Regions from separate parts of the Mus musculus genome. Here region 1 is linked to region 2. Evidence: chromatin contacts called from public HiChIP or PLAC-seq data. All regions are on one chromosome and are shown on one strand. The core of a region is the stretch at or near the end of the contact, and the rest is flanking DNA. Distances in the headings are between cores, read along the strand shown.

Region 1 (6,127 bases), core at 452-2,951, 56 kb after region 2:
AGAGGACAACTTGTGAAGTCTGTTTTCTCTCCATTATGTGGGTCCTAAGGATTTGAGCTCAAATCACCAGGCTTAATGACAAGAGCTTTTTACCTGCTGAGCCATCTCACTAGCCTGACTGCTAGGCTCTTTTTTAATAAACATGCTTTAACTCCCATGTAAAAAAGCTATCCAACATTTTTCCATAAAATTAAAGATTCCTGAAAGCCTGACAAAATGTTTCCAAATTATTGTGATTTATTTTAAAATGCTTTGTTCATACTTTTGGTTCATCAAAAAACCCAAAACAACAACAACAAACCTGCCTTCATTTGTCAGTGATGGTGGCACATGCCTTTGATGCCAGTACTTAGGGAGGCAGAGGCAGGTGGATCTTTGTGTGTTTGAGCTCAGTCTACAGAGTGAGCTCCAGGACATCTAGGACTACACAGAAACTCTGTCTAACACTCTCCCCCGGCCCCACACAAAAAACCCCAACAACTTGCATTCACTGTGTATAGCTGTATGTGCTATGATTTTTTAAAAGATCTATCTATCTATCTATCTATCTATCTATCTATCTATCTATCTATCTGACTGTGACAAGCTCTCCCACTTTGTTTGAAACAGGGTCTCTCCAGATATCCCTGGCTGTTCAGGAATTCATTTTGCAGACCTGTATAGATGTGCTTGACAATGGGCATGCACCACCATGACCAGCTTTTTATTTACCTCATTTACTGCATGTGAATGCTTTGCCTGAATGGAATGTATATGCACCATGTGTGTGCCTGGTGCCCAAAGAAGACAGAAGGGGGCTTCAAATTCCCTGAAACTGGAGCTACAGGTGATTGGTTGTGAGTTGCCATGTGGGTGCTAGAACTGAACCCAAGTCCCAGCATGTGTGCTACAGCCCTAGTTATTTTTGTTTGGTTTGGTTGCTTCAATTCTTAATGTTGAATTAAGGACAAGAGGATATTCCTGTCATTTCTACATAGTTTGTTATTGAGATTGACTAAAAATGCTACCTTCTCCCTTAAATGGGAAAGTATGAACAAAATACTGTATCTATGGGTCTCCATTAAAAAATAAAAATTATGAGCCATGAGGACAGTAACTTTAAGCTAAAGGACAAGTAGTATGCTCAATAAAACCATAGCAAAACACTTTTCAAAACCAAGCAAAGACATGACAACTCAGAGTCAGGATGCATTCAGAGCACCAGATAAGGCCTTCCCCCATCCCACACCATATGCTATTTAGCTAGCAGTTAAAATATTAAGTATGGAGAGCAAAGAAACCCTGAAAGCCACAAGAACTTGACAGTCACAAAGGCAAAGCTATCAGAAGTACAAAATTCTCAGAGAAACCCTGAAGCTCTGTAAAAGAAATAACAAAGAATTCAAAATGTCAGGGGGCAGGAGGATCTACTTAATATTAGAAAGGTACTGAAGATATGGAACAAGGAAATAATACACCCAAGAAAAATATTATTAATTACATAAAATGTAAGTATTAAAAATTCCAAATTATACATGTTGACAGAATAAAAAAAAATAGCTATCACTCTCCTATGTCCACAAGAGGCACTTTTTCTATAAAAACACATAATGCAATCAGAAGATGGAAAAGTATATAATACATGAATTAGTCAAATGAAAGATATAACACCTACATCATTTACAGAAGATAAAAAGACTCTAAGATAAACTTTTACTAAGGATCTAAGGATAAGTAAAAAAATAAAATACTGATATATTTGAAGGGAAAAATAGTTTCATGTTGTTGTCTTTGTTTTTTATTTTTGTTTTTTTGGTTTGTTTGCTTTTGAGACATTATCTTCCTAGGTAGCCCAAGCTGGCCTCAAACTTCTGTTGATCCTTCTGCTTTGCCTCCAGTCCTCAGATTACAGATGTGAGCCAGTGTCCCTGCTTACTGGAGAAACAGTTTTACAGCAGGGCTGGAGGCTTTCAGGTGGGAGTGGGGGAAGGTGAGCAGGTTTTACTATGTAGCCCTGGCTGTGCAGGAACTCACTACATAGACCAGGCTGACGATGAACTCACAGAGATCCACTTGCCTCTGCCTCCTGACTGCTGGGACTAAAGGCATGTGCCACCACACCTGGCTATTACTCTATTCTTAATAAAATTTTAATAAAACGTCGAAACAGAATATTTATCAATAAGGAAATAGAATCTAAACACTATAATCTGACAAGACCTAAAAGATACAACACATTCCATCAAACAACAAAATATATTTTTCTATCTACCTGCTAAAATATTCCAGCATGTACTATCTCTTATAGAATAAGAATCAGTAACAGAAAGAAAACTGGAGAACTTGTAAACACAAAAATTAAACACACAGAGTCTAGAGCAATGGATTGGCAGTTAAGAGCTGCAGCTCTTGCAAGAGGACCTGGGTTCAGCTCCCAGCAATCACATGGCAGCCTACAACCATCTCCAACTCCAGTTCCAGGGGATCCAATACCTTCTTCTTGCCTCTGAGGACACTGCATGCACATGGTACTTATATCCATGCAGGAAAACACCCATATACATAAAATAAAAATGGACAAAATATTTAAAGTAAAATTAAACATATGATCACATGAATCCATCTAGTCACTACAATAAAACACCTGAGGCAAACTAACTTAATAAAGAAGTTTATTTATCTGAGAATGGCAACTCATGACTGTAAATTCAGGAGGCAGAGGGAAGAGGATCATCACAAGTTCAAGGCTAGTCCAGTTTACAGAGTTCCAGGCTAGACTGGACTACCATAACACCCTGCCTCAAACACACACACACACACACACACACACACACACACACACACACACACTTTATTTAGCTCAGTTTGAGAGATTCAAAGCACAGCACCAGTGTCACAGCTTAAGTGTCAAACACCAGGAGCATATAAGAGAGATCATACTGAAACCAAGCCAGAGAACAAGCCCAGGGCCAGCAGTCCTAACAATTCACTCTTAGGAGAATTGTTCTGGGAAACCAACCTTCCCTTTCTAGGGCAGAACCTCCCGAATGACTTCCTAGAACACCCACCTTTTAAAAGTCCCAAACATGGGACCAAACTCCTAACACAGGGACCTTTGTGGGCCAAGACTGAAACCATACTAAACCATAGCAAGAACTAATAGGTAAAATAAGCCTCAGGGAAGTGAGAAAATGCATGGAGCCGAGTGGGAATGAAAGCACAGTAACAGTAAGACTCATCGATAAGGACCTAAGATAGCTCAGCAGGTAAAGTCACTTGCTGGCAAGACAAAGCCTGACTTGGAGCCCCAGAAACCACACGGTAGAAGGAGAAAACCAATGCCCTCTTCTGGCCTCCATGGCTTCCTGCACACACAGGCTCAGATGTATACACATAAATAGATTCATCTTTTCTAAAAAGATGACCTGTGACCTTTCAATAATCCCTTAACTGCAGAGTAAAAGACAGAAGAGTAACTATGACAACTCATGTCTCATTTACCCTGCCTTCTCTGACCCACCCGAAGCTCTTCAGGAATTAGCACAACTATCCCTTACTGCTCTAGTTGTTACACTGTGGGTAAGCAAATAGTAACTTGCAACACATTTTTGGTTTTCTCATAAAAAATAATAGCCAAAAGAGAATCCTTATCAAGCAGAATACCATTACCACCCACTAAATCCCATGATAACCTTACTGTAACTTCCGTTTAAAAACAAGTGAACTAAGAATGGCTTGGTGGTAAAGAGCACTGACTGCTCTTCCAGAAGTACTGAGTTCAATATCCAGCAACCACATGGTAGCTCACAATCAACTGCAATGAAATCCAATGCCCTCTTCTGGTGTGTCTGAAGGCACAGACAGTGTACTCATATATATATAATAAAATAAATATTTTTAAACAAGTCTTAATTACTGAGAGATGACTGACTTTGGAAACAAACTTATAGATGTAAAGTACTCAGGTAGGGATGATGAACATGAGAAATAAGGCATATCTCACAGGACTGTTACAAGTATTTGTGTTACTTTTCTTGTGACTGACAAAATTTGTTTTGGTTTAGTTTCTGGGTCTAGCAGTTCCTTCATGAAAAGGAACACATGGCTGCTGGGGAGGCTAGAGCTTGCAAAGAGTGCTAATAACAGACATCAAGATGCAGAGACCAATCTGGGTCTGGAGGTTCATGCCTGTAATCCAAGCACTTGGAAGGCTGAGGTGGGAGGATTGCCATGAATCAGAGGCTAGTCTGGGGTACAATAGTAAGTTCCACATCAGCTGACAACAGTGTGGAAACCCTGTCTCAGAAAATAAAAAGAGGGAAGAGTAGGGGGAGCAGCAGACACAGGAAATGGGGACCAGGCTCTAACACGTAAAGTCTCTGCCCTGTGATCTACCTCTGCAAGTCAGCCTCCACAAACCTCCAAAACAGCACCACGAAGTGGGTAGCAGGTGACTTACAGATCCAATCACACTACCATCTTGGTTGACTTTAAACTGGCCTTGTCTTAGCCTTTTGAAGTGCTAGATAACAGCTGCGCATGAATTAGTATTTTCAAACTGTGAGAAGAGTGCCCAACAAATAAAAAGCAACACACAAATGTCCACCAAACTTTTTTAGACTATGTGTACCTCAGTTGTCCTCCTGAGAAACATGTATGCTCATCTCCTCAGATAATCTCTTGTTCTCAAGTTAACTAATCAGGCTTGATTGGGTAGTCCATCAGGTCCCAGGGGGTCTTCCTATCTCCACTTCTCCAGCTGGGAGTACAAAAATGGTTCCACCATGAACAGCATTTTTATATGTTTTGGAACTGAAATTAGGTCCTTATGCTTACAACGAAAGCACTTTACTAACTGAGCCACAATCTCAACTACCCCATTAAAATTTAAGAATAAAAAACAAACGAACCATACAGCTAAATGAGATTGACTTAATCCAACTGAGTTTCAAAATTAGACTACTAGACAGATTATTCTGCCTCATAAATTAGGGGCATTACATGAGTAAATGTTCCAACACAGGTTTATATGACTTCCATTCACCCTCCCCAAGTAAACCTACATTATCAATTCATATGCAAGGTCTCAGAGAGTCATCAAGTTTTAAAGGTAGCAGCTGATGCTAAGGATGGCACAGGAAACCAGCAATGACCTAAAACAAAGTGCTGCCAGACAGCTCATCCCAGGTTCCACTAAAAATGTACTGAGCCCACCAAGGGAAAAAAATTCTAATTGTTTCCTAAGATAAATTTGCAAGACTCTTTTTTTAAAATTAGATATTTTCTTCATTTACATTTCAAATGCAAAAGGAAAGTTCCATTGTCGCCCCCCCATTTCCGAATTGGGGAACCTTTCGAGTGTGAGGAGAACATGATAACTACTACACTACAGAAACAACATGCAAGACTCTTGAATCTGAAACTTTTCCTATGTTTGAAGAATTCCAGTATCTACTAGGGTCCTAAAGAACACGGGTAAAGACATTTACTCGATGTTGTATTCACTTGTCAGTCTTTCTGAAATGGGTTTCTAAGTGCAGTAGTATAATGCTTGCTTAGCAAACAGAAGGCCTTGTGTCAGATCCAAACTATAAAATAAATAACTCCCTAAAATGACAATGAAGCATTAGCCCTAAGCTCTTATATAATTCAAGCAAAGAGCTTACAGATAATTTATATATAATGTATAGTATATGCATAATATATATAAACAGTATATTATATGTACATGGAATCAAAGCTTCAATTATTCTTTATCTAAAAGGAAAAGTGACCTTAGAAGTCGTTCGGTGTGAACATCTTACCAAGTATTGATTAATTTAGCAATGTTACAATAAGCTTTTAAGCTGTATCAAGAGTAAATGCAAAGATATCATGAATCAATATTTTCCTATTAAAAATTTATAGTATTCAGGCTCACAAGATGGTTCAGCTGGTAAAGTGCTTACCATGCAAGCTTGACAACCTAAGTTCAATCTCTAAAACCCATATAAAGTTAGAACTGACTCGATAAAGCTGTCCTCTGACCATCACAGGAGTGCTGTAGCACATATATGCCATCCCACATTATAACCACACAGGAATGAAATAAAACAAAATTTAAAATTTGTAATATATAGTACTAAGATTTCCTACAAAAATAACCTAA
Region 2 (5,782 bases), core at 2,217-4,716:
CCTGACAAATGCATCATCATCCGGGATTCTGCGGGCTGGAGAGATTCAGCTTGTGCTTACATAATCACAGACAGCCTGGGCTCCACAGTGTGTTTAGGCATAGATCACATATGTATGGTATCAACCTATTCTTTCCAGAGCCATGTTGAACAAACATACCACATAATGAATAGCTGGGAAGATGACTCCATTGATAAGAGCTTGCCTCACAAGAAAAAGCCTGAGTCCAGATCCCAGTACCAGCCATGGCAGTACAAAGCCTGTAATCCCAAAGTCCAGGAGGTAGAGCCAGGAAGATCCTTGGGGCTCTCAGACCAGGTAGTTAGCTCAATCTGTGCGCTCCAGGCTCAGTAGAGACCCTGTCTCAAAAAATGCTGTGGAGAGTGATTAACGAAGAAACCCAATGTCAACCTCTACCCTTCACACAAGTGTGCGTGGGCACCTGCACACTTATGGGCACAAAAATACCAAAAAACAAAAACAAAACTTGTCAGGTGGTGGCAGCACACGCCTTTAATCCCAGCACTCGGAAAAGGTAGGCAGATATCTGAGTTCAAGGCCAGCCCCCTCTACAGAGTGAGTTCCAGGGCGGCCAAGACCACACAGAAAATCCTGTCTCAACAAAAACAAAGCAAAACAAGCAAAACAAAACCCTTAAACACAAAATGAAAAGATACTTAGTCAAGAGAGGGCAAACTAAAGACAGATGAGCTGCGGCCAGCCTAGTAGGATGCTCTGTGGGAAACTTTAAAATGTTCAAATGTGTTCTAAAATAACACTAGAGAGCACCTCCTAGTAGTTACCTAACAGTGAGAGTCACCTGTCATCCTCCTCAGACATCCCAAGCCACCACACGTCACATTTCTATACACACAATGCGAGCATCACCACAAACACCCAAAGAATGAGCTGCATGCAAGGCACAGCACTGCGTCAACAGAGGTGTCTCTGCTCCTTTATAGTCTCAGGGGGCCAGCTGGGTTTTTTGTTTTTGTTTTTGCTTTTTATATGTAAGTACACTGTAACTGTCTTCAGTCACTCCAGAAGAGGGAGTCAGATCTCATTACAGATGGTTGTGAGCCACCATGTGGTTGCTGGGATTTGAACTCAGGACGCTGGAAGAGCAGTCAGTGCTCTTAACCGCTGAGCCATCTCTCCAGCCCGCAGGGGGCCATCTTTGTCCGTGCAACCCATCACCAACCCTGACAGACTGTCCAGGAACCAACAAAATAGTGGGTGACCGGAGAGCAGAGTTTTACCCAGCAAGCAGAAAAGACAATGGAGAGTCTTGCCTTTTAGAAAGCAAAGTTCTGCACTAAAGTTTAAATAAAAAATGAACCACAGAAATCCAGAACAGGGCATTTGGGGACGGAGGGCAAACTAGAGACAGATGAGGTCCTGCAGTCTAGCAGGAGGCTTTACAGGAAACTTGTAAACAATGGAGAAGGATCTGAAGTGACAATTGAGAGCATCACATAGTAGGTACACAAGAAGGTGACTCAAAGTCCCTAAGAGAGAAAAAAAAAATTATGGAGAGCCAAGAGCATGCACGGACGGAAAAATGGCTGAACATTAGAGACGGTGAGTCAGGCTGGGGGCTCTCACGGCGGTCAAGGCACCTCTGCAGGAGCAGGCAGCATCAGAGAGAGCTGACTGAGAGAGAGGCTGGGGACCATTTCCTGACATCACTAGAATGCAGCAGAGGAGCAAGGCCTGGAGGACCGATGAAAGGGTAGACTGGCCCGGTAGCCCTCAAATATGGAGAAACCCCTCAGCCAAAGTGTTCCATTCAGTTGGAAGGCCAGGTGACCTCTGCTTGACTCTCCCACTGGGGAACTTTGCCCTAGTGGGGGTTCCTCAGCCCTCCCACAGGAAGTACAACTCAGAGAGGAGGTCTCCAAGGGTCTGACTGGCCTCCAAACTGCTACTGCTCCAAGCTGCTGGAGCACTATAATCTGAGTGCTGAGTGGGGCCCGAGTCTTAAGCTTCTTTCTGTTTGCTTTGGTTTTCTGTTTGTGTCACCCTGAGTCAGGGTTTTTTTCTGTGTGGCCCTGGCTGTCCTGGACTCACTCTGTAGATTAGGCTAGCCTCAGACTCAGATCTGCCTGCCTCTGCAGGAATTGAAGGTGTGCACCACCACGCCCAGCTGAGAGTCTTAGTTCCTTACAAGCTTCCCAAGGATGCTATAGCATCTTTCCTAGGGAGCACACTTCTGGGGCGAGAAGCAGACCAACGCTAGCATATCAATTTCAAGTCAAAGGGAGCATGGCCCGACTTGGGGAACTGGAAAAGCCCTTTCTGGGGTCCAGCATCCTGAAAGGGTCAGTGAGGCCTCTAACTACCAAAGCCCCAAGGACAATGACATATGGCTTTGGAGGGCAGCTAAGACAGCTGAACTATGGGAGTCTCCCAATAAAAGTAGGGGATGCTATGCTGTAGTGGCCAAACCTACAGTCCAAGCTACTCCAGAGACTGAGGCAAGTAGATCTGGGAGACCAGCCTGAGCAGCCTGGTTGGGGAAGCCGGGGGAGGGGGAGGGTGTTGAGGAGGAGGAAATGAGAAAGGGTGGAGTCAAGATGAGTTAGGTACTTTGAACAACAACCCAGGCACTCAGAATTGGCTCAGAGGACCAAACCCCAGGAGCTGTCCGTCTGCACACGTGTCTATATGGAATCATCTATGCCCCACCCACTCCTCCTCAGCCTGTCTTCCTCCAGGGGAGAGGTAACTGCAGACAGGGAGCCTCTGGTGACTCAGGCGACTAGAAGCCAAATCTGTGCCCTGCAGCTGCATTCACAGGACCCTGTCCTCGCTTTCCGTTGAGCCTTCTAATCCCAAGCCTGTCCTCACTTACTCCAGGGCCCTTCTGACCTCCCCAGTACCGATCGTAGGCTCATCTTCAGAAGTGTCCTCAACTCCCAACCCTTGCAGGCACAGCCCAGAGCCTGAATATTCCCACAACATCGGTATAGTCCCTCTTTAAAAGATGTGTCCCTATCACCGTGATCCTGGGGATGCCTCCGGTAGCCCCCTGGGATGCCTCGATCCTACAAACGTCCCTTTGTGCCCTGTACAGGGCACACAGGAAGTGCTCAGAAGCAGCTGTGCGGGGGGTGGGAGTGGGGGTCAGGGGCTCGCAGGACCTGGTAGGCTCAGCAATCGGAACTCTCACCTTGTAGACTTTGCCGAAGGCGCCGTCTCCCAGCTCGCCCACGATCTCCCATACATCGTTGGGGTCCAGGTCCCGGCGGACGTGCTCATATTCACGGGACTTTCTCTTCTCGAAGGTGGATAACCGCAAGATGCGGCGGAAATTGGCGAAAGCCATGCTGGATGAGGAGCGCGACGACAGGACCCGCGGCTTCGGAGAGCCGCCCTCCTCGCAGCGCAGCACCCGCCGAGTGCGCCAGCGGCCACAGGGAGCTGCAGGAACCGCGGCCCGCCCGCCCCGCCCCGCCCCCTCCTAGACCCGCCTGCAGGACGCCCGGCACCCGCGCGCGCGCCTGTCCCCGCCGGCTCCACCTGCTCTGCGGCGCCCCGAGACCCCTCAATTGGCTGCGGGAGCTCGCGGCTCCGCCCGCGCCGCGGGGCACTCTGGAGACTGTAGTCCGCCGGGTGGCCGGCCCCTGGGCCCGCTGCGCCTCCCGGAACCCCAAACCTCCGGGGTTCAGCTGGTGTCTTTCAACCGCCGTCGGTGCCGAGTGGGTGCATCAGCGCACAGAACTCTCCCGCTGAGGCTTGGTTCGCCAGCTTCCCGCGCGAGATGCCCGCACCCCTCGCCCCGGGACTCACCCCAGTCCTCGGTGCTCTTTGCCTCAAAGTTCACGCGGTCCCAGGTGGCTTTCGCCACACTTCCTAGGCAGGTCTCGTGCTGCCTCTGAGCCCCGCAGAAAGCAGAGCCCCGCGCTTACGCCCATCCGGACTTTCCCCGCCTCCGCCAGCCACAAACGGCCGGGACGCTGGACATGAAACGAGAGTCCCTTTAGGACCTTTAGGCTTCATGGTAGGTTAGCAAATATATTCCTTATTAAGTAAAACTTTCTAGTTATTTTGCGAATTAAAAAGCCCCATTAGAGATAAAAGCGGAGTCATCTCTGGGATGGTGCTCCTATATCCTGGTCCTCATCCCTCTCTACCTTGGCTGCGGGCGTCCCGCATCTTGCACAGCGTCTTTGCTTGGTATCAGAACGTGGGTTCTAGTGATTGTGCTGGGGGCTGGGCAGCTGCAGAATCTATGCTGGAGACCCTCCCATCCTGAACAAGAGTGTCTCACACTCGGGCACTCTTAACTCGAGAAAGCGTTTTAATTGTTGGTCCCCTTCGTCCGGACTCTTCGAAAATATCCCTAGAGTCTCGCGCCAAATGCTGTTCCCCCATTCGAAAAGCCGGCTGGAGAGTGAATACTAGGCGCGGAGAGGGTTGTGTGTGCTAAGGACGTCCGGAATAAAAGTTGCTCCAGTTCCAATTGTTCCCACCACAAAATGAGTGCGGGGAAAATTTATAATTAAAAGAAGAAAATGTCATGCAAAACTGTTCTTGTTGAGTCAGCCTGTGGACCAGCCAAAGTGTACATCTGTCACTCGGTTGAGCGGGACCTGCTGAAGTCTGTGCAGCTATACCGGGTGGACAGAGGGTCAGAATGCGCTAACCATTTCCAGGAGTTCCAAAAGAAAACAAAGTAAGGATAAAAATGGAAAGGTCCGTTAAAAATGTCCTGCTACATGAAAGAAGCCAGACCCAAAGATCGCACGAGGTATGACTGCATTTTTATGACCGGTCCAGAAAAGGCAACGCTGTGGAGTTGCTCCCAGACACGGGGACTGACTGGAAAGAGCCATGAGGAATCTCACTCTGGTGGTGAAAATGCTGGGTCTCAGTGGCAGGGGGTGGGGGTGGGGGCGTAAAGGGACAGTTCCACAACTCCGGAAACTTGCCCCAAATCACGAGTGACTTTTGTTTTGTAAGGTGTTTGGGTGGGGGGCGTGTAACTTATGTAGCTGGAGTTAAAAGGAGGCTCAACAGAACCAAAGCTGCTTTGAAACTTCTGTTAAATCGGGGTTTCTTTCCTCAACTGTCTCTGGCTACAGAGCCTCACACTAATCTAGTGAATGAAGGGCTGTGCCTTCCCCCCACCCTACTTTCTGGAACAACTTAAAATAGAAATTAGTAAGATCAAGCTGGGCATGGTGGCGCATGCCTTTAATCCCAGCATTTGGGAGGCAGAGGCAGGCGGATTTCTGAGTTTGAGGCCAGCCTGGTCTACAAAGTGAGTTCCAGGACAGCCAGAACTACACAGAGAAACCCTGCCTCAAAACAAAACAAAACAAAACAAAAAACCAAAAAACCACCACCAACAACAACAACAACAAAAAAAAACACCACCACCACCAAAAAAGAGTAAGATCGATAAATAGTGCCTTTGATGTGTTTATCTCAATGAAAGAGTCTAAGTTTGCAGTTTTATTACAGCCTTTCAGTGTCTTTGAGATGCTGACCACTTTTTTGTGTTATTGGATTTGGCAGGAGTGGAAGGGGAGCGATATTTTGTTTGAGACAGGGTTACTCTATGTAGTCCTGGCTGTCCTGTTACTTGAGGCTGGCCTCACAGAACTCCTCCTGCCCCTGCCTCCCTAATGCTGGGAATTAAAGGTCAAATTGGGGCCCTACAGCATCTTCCTACCATTCTGTTCTTTCCTTGGCCATTAAAAAACAATAAATTTCCTGTCTTTTTGCATCTAGGAATTTTATTGTTTATTTCTGTGTGAGTGTGTGTGTTTTTTCC

The links. HiChIP or PLAC-seq counts read pairs in DNA pulled down with a chosen protein or histone mark.
Region 1: a contact with region 2 is called in an H3K4me3 HiChIP or PLAC-seq map of the SCID.adh cell line, with 15 read pairs. The contact joins the enhancer-like site here to the promoter of Stk10 in region 2. A contact is called at or near these places in 19 of 39 promoter capture datasets (the 3T3-L1 cell line, 3T3-L1-derived adipocytes, the C10 cell line and 13 more), 2 of 15 datasets of contacts at CTCF or cohesin (CD8 T cells and the NIH/3T3 cell line), 9 of 484 Hi-C or Micro-C datasets (CD4 T cells, LSK cells, Th1 cells and 6 more), 4 of 115 datasets of contacts at active chromatin or transcription factors (the SCID.adh cell line, embryonic forebrain, embryonic stem cells and 1 more) and 3 of 9 other capture datasets (adipose tissue, liver and pancreatic islet).

Annotation. Positions count from the first base shown.
Region 1 is chr11:32,473,190-32,479,316 of GRCm38.p6, reverse strand. All of the region lies in intron 1 of Ubtd2 (ubiquitin domain containing 2), which reads right to left. Among named protein-coding and RNA genes, the nearest start is that of Ubtd2, 21 kb to the right of the region's middle. Within about 2 kb of position 1,701, at least 5 of the 459 cell types and tissues checked have an H3K27ac peak or open chromatin away from gene starts, as enhancers often do. A contact at or near this core is called in the SCID.adh cell line and regulatory T cells, where this site is marked.
Region 2 is chr11:32,530,950-32,536,731 of GRCm38.p6, reverse strand. It overlaps Stk10 (serine/threonine kinase 10), which reads right to left and starts at 3,466. Exons shown (of 19, transcript NM_009288.2): 1 at 3,173-3,466. The coding sequence starts at 3,328. It also overlaps a transcript of Efcab9 not described here.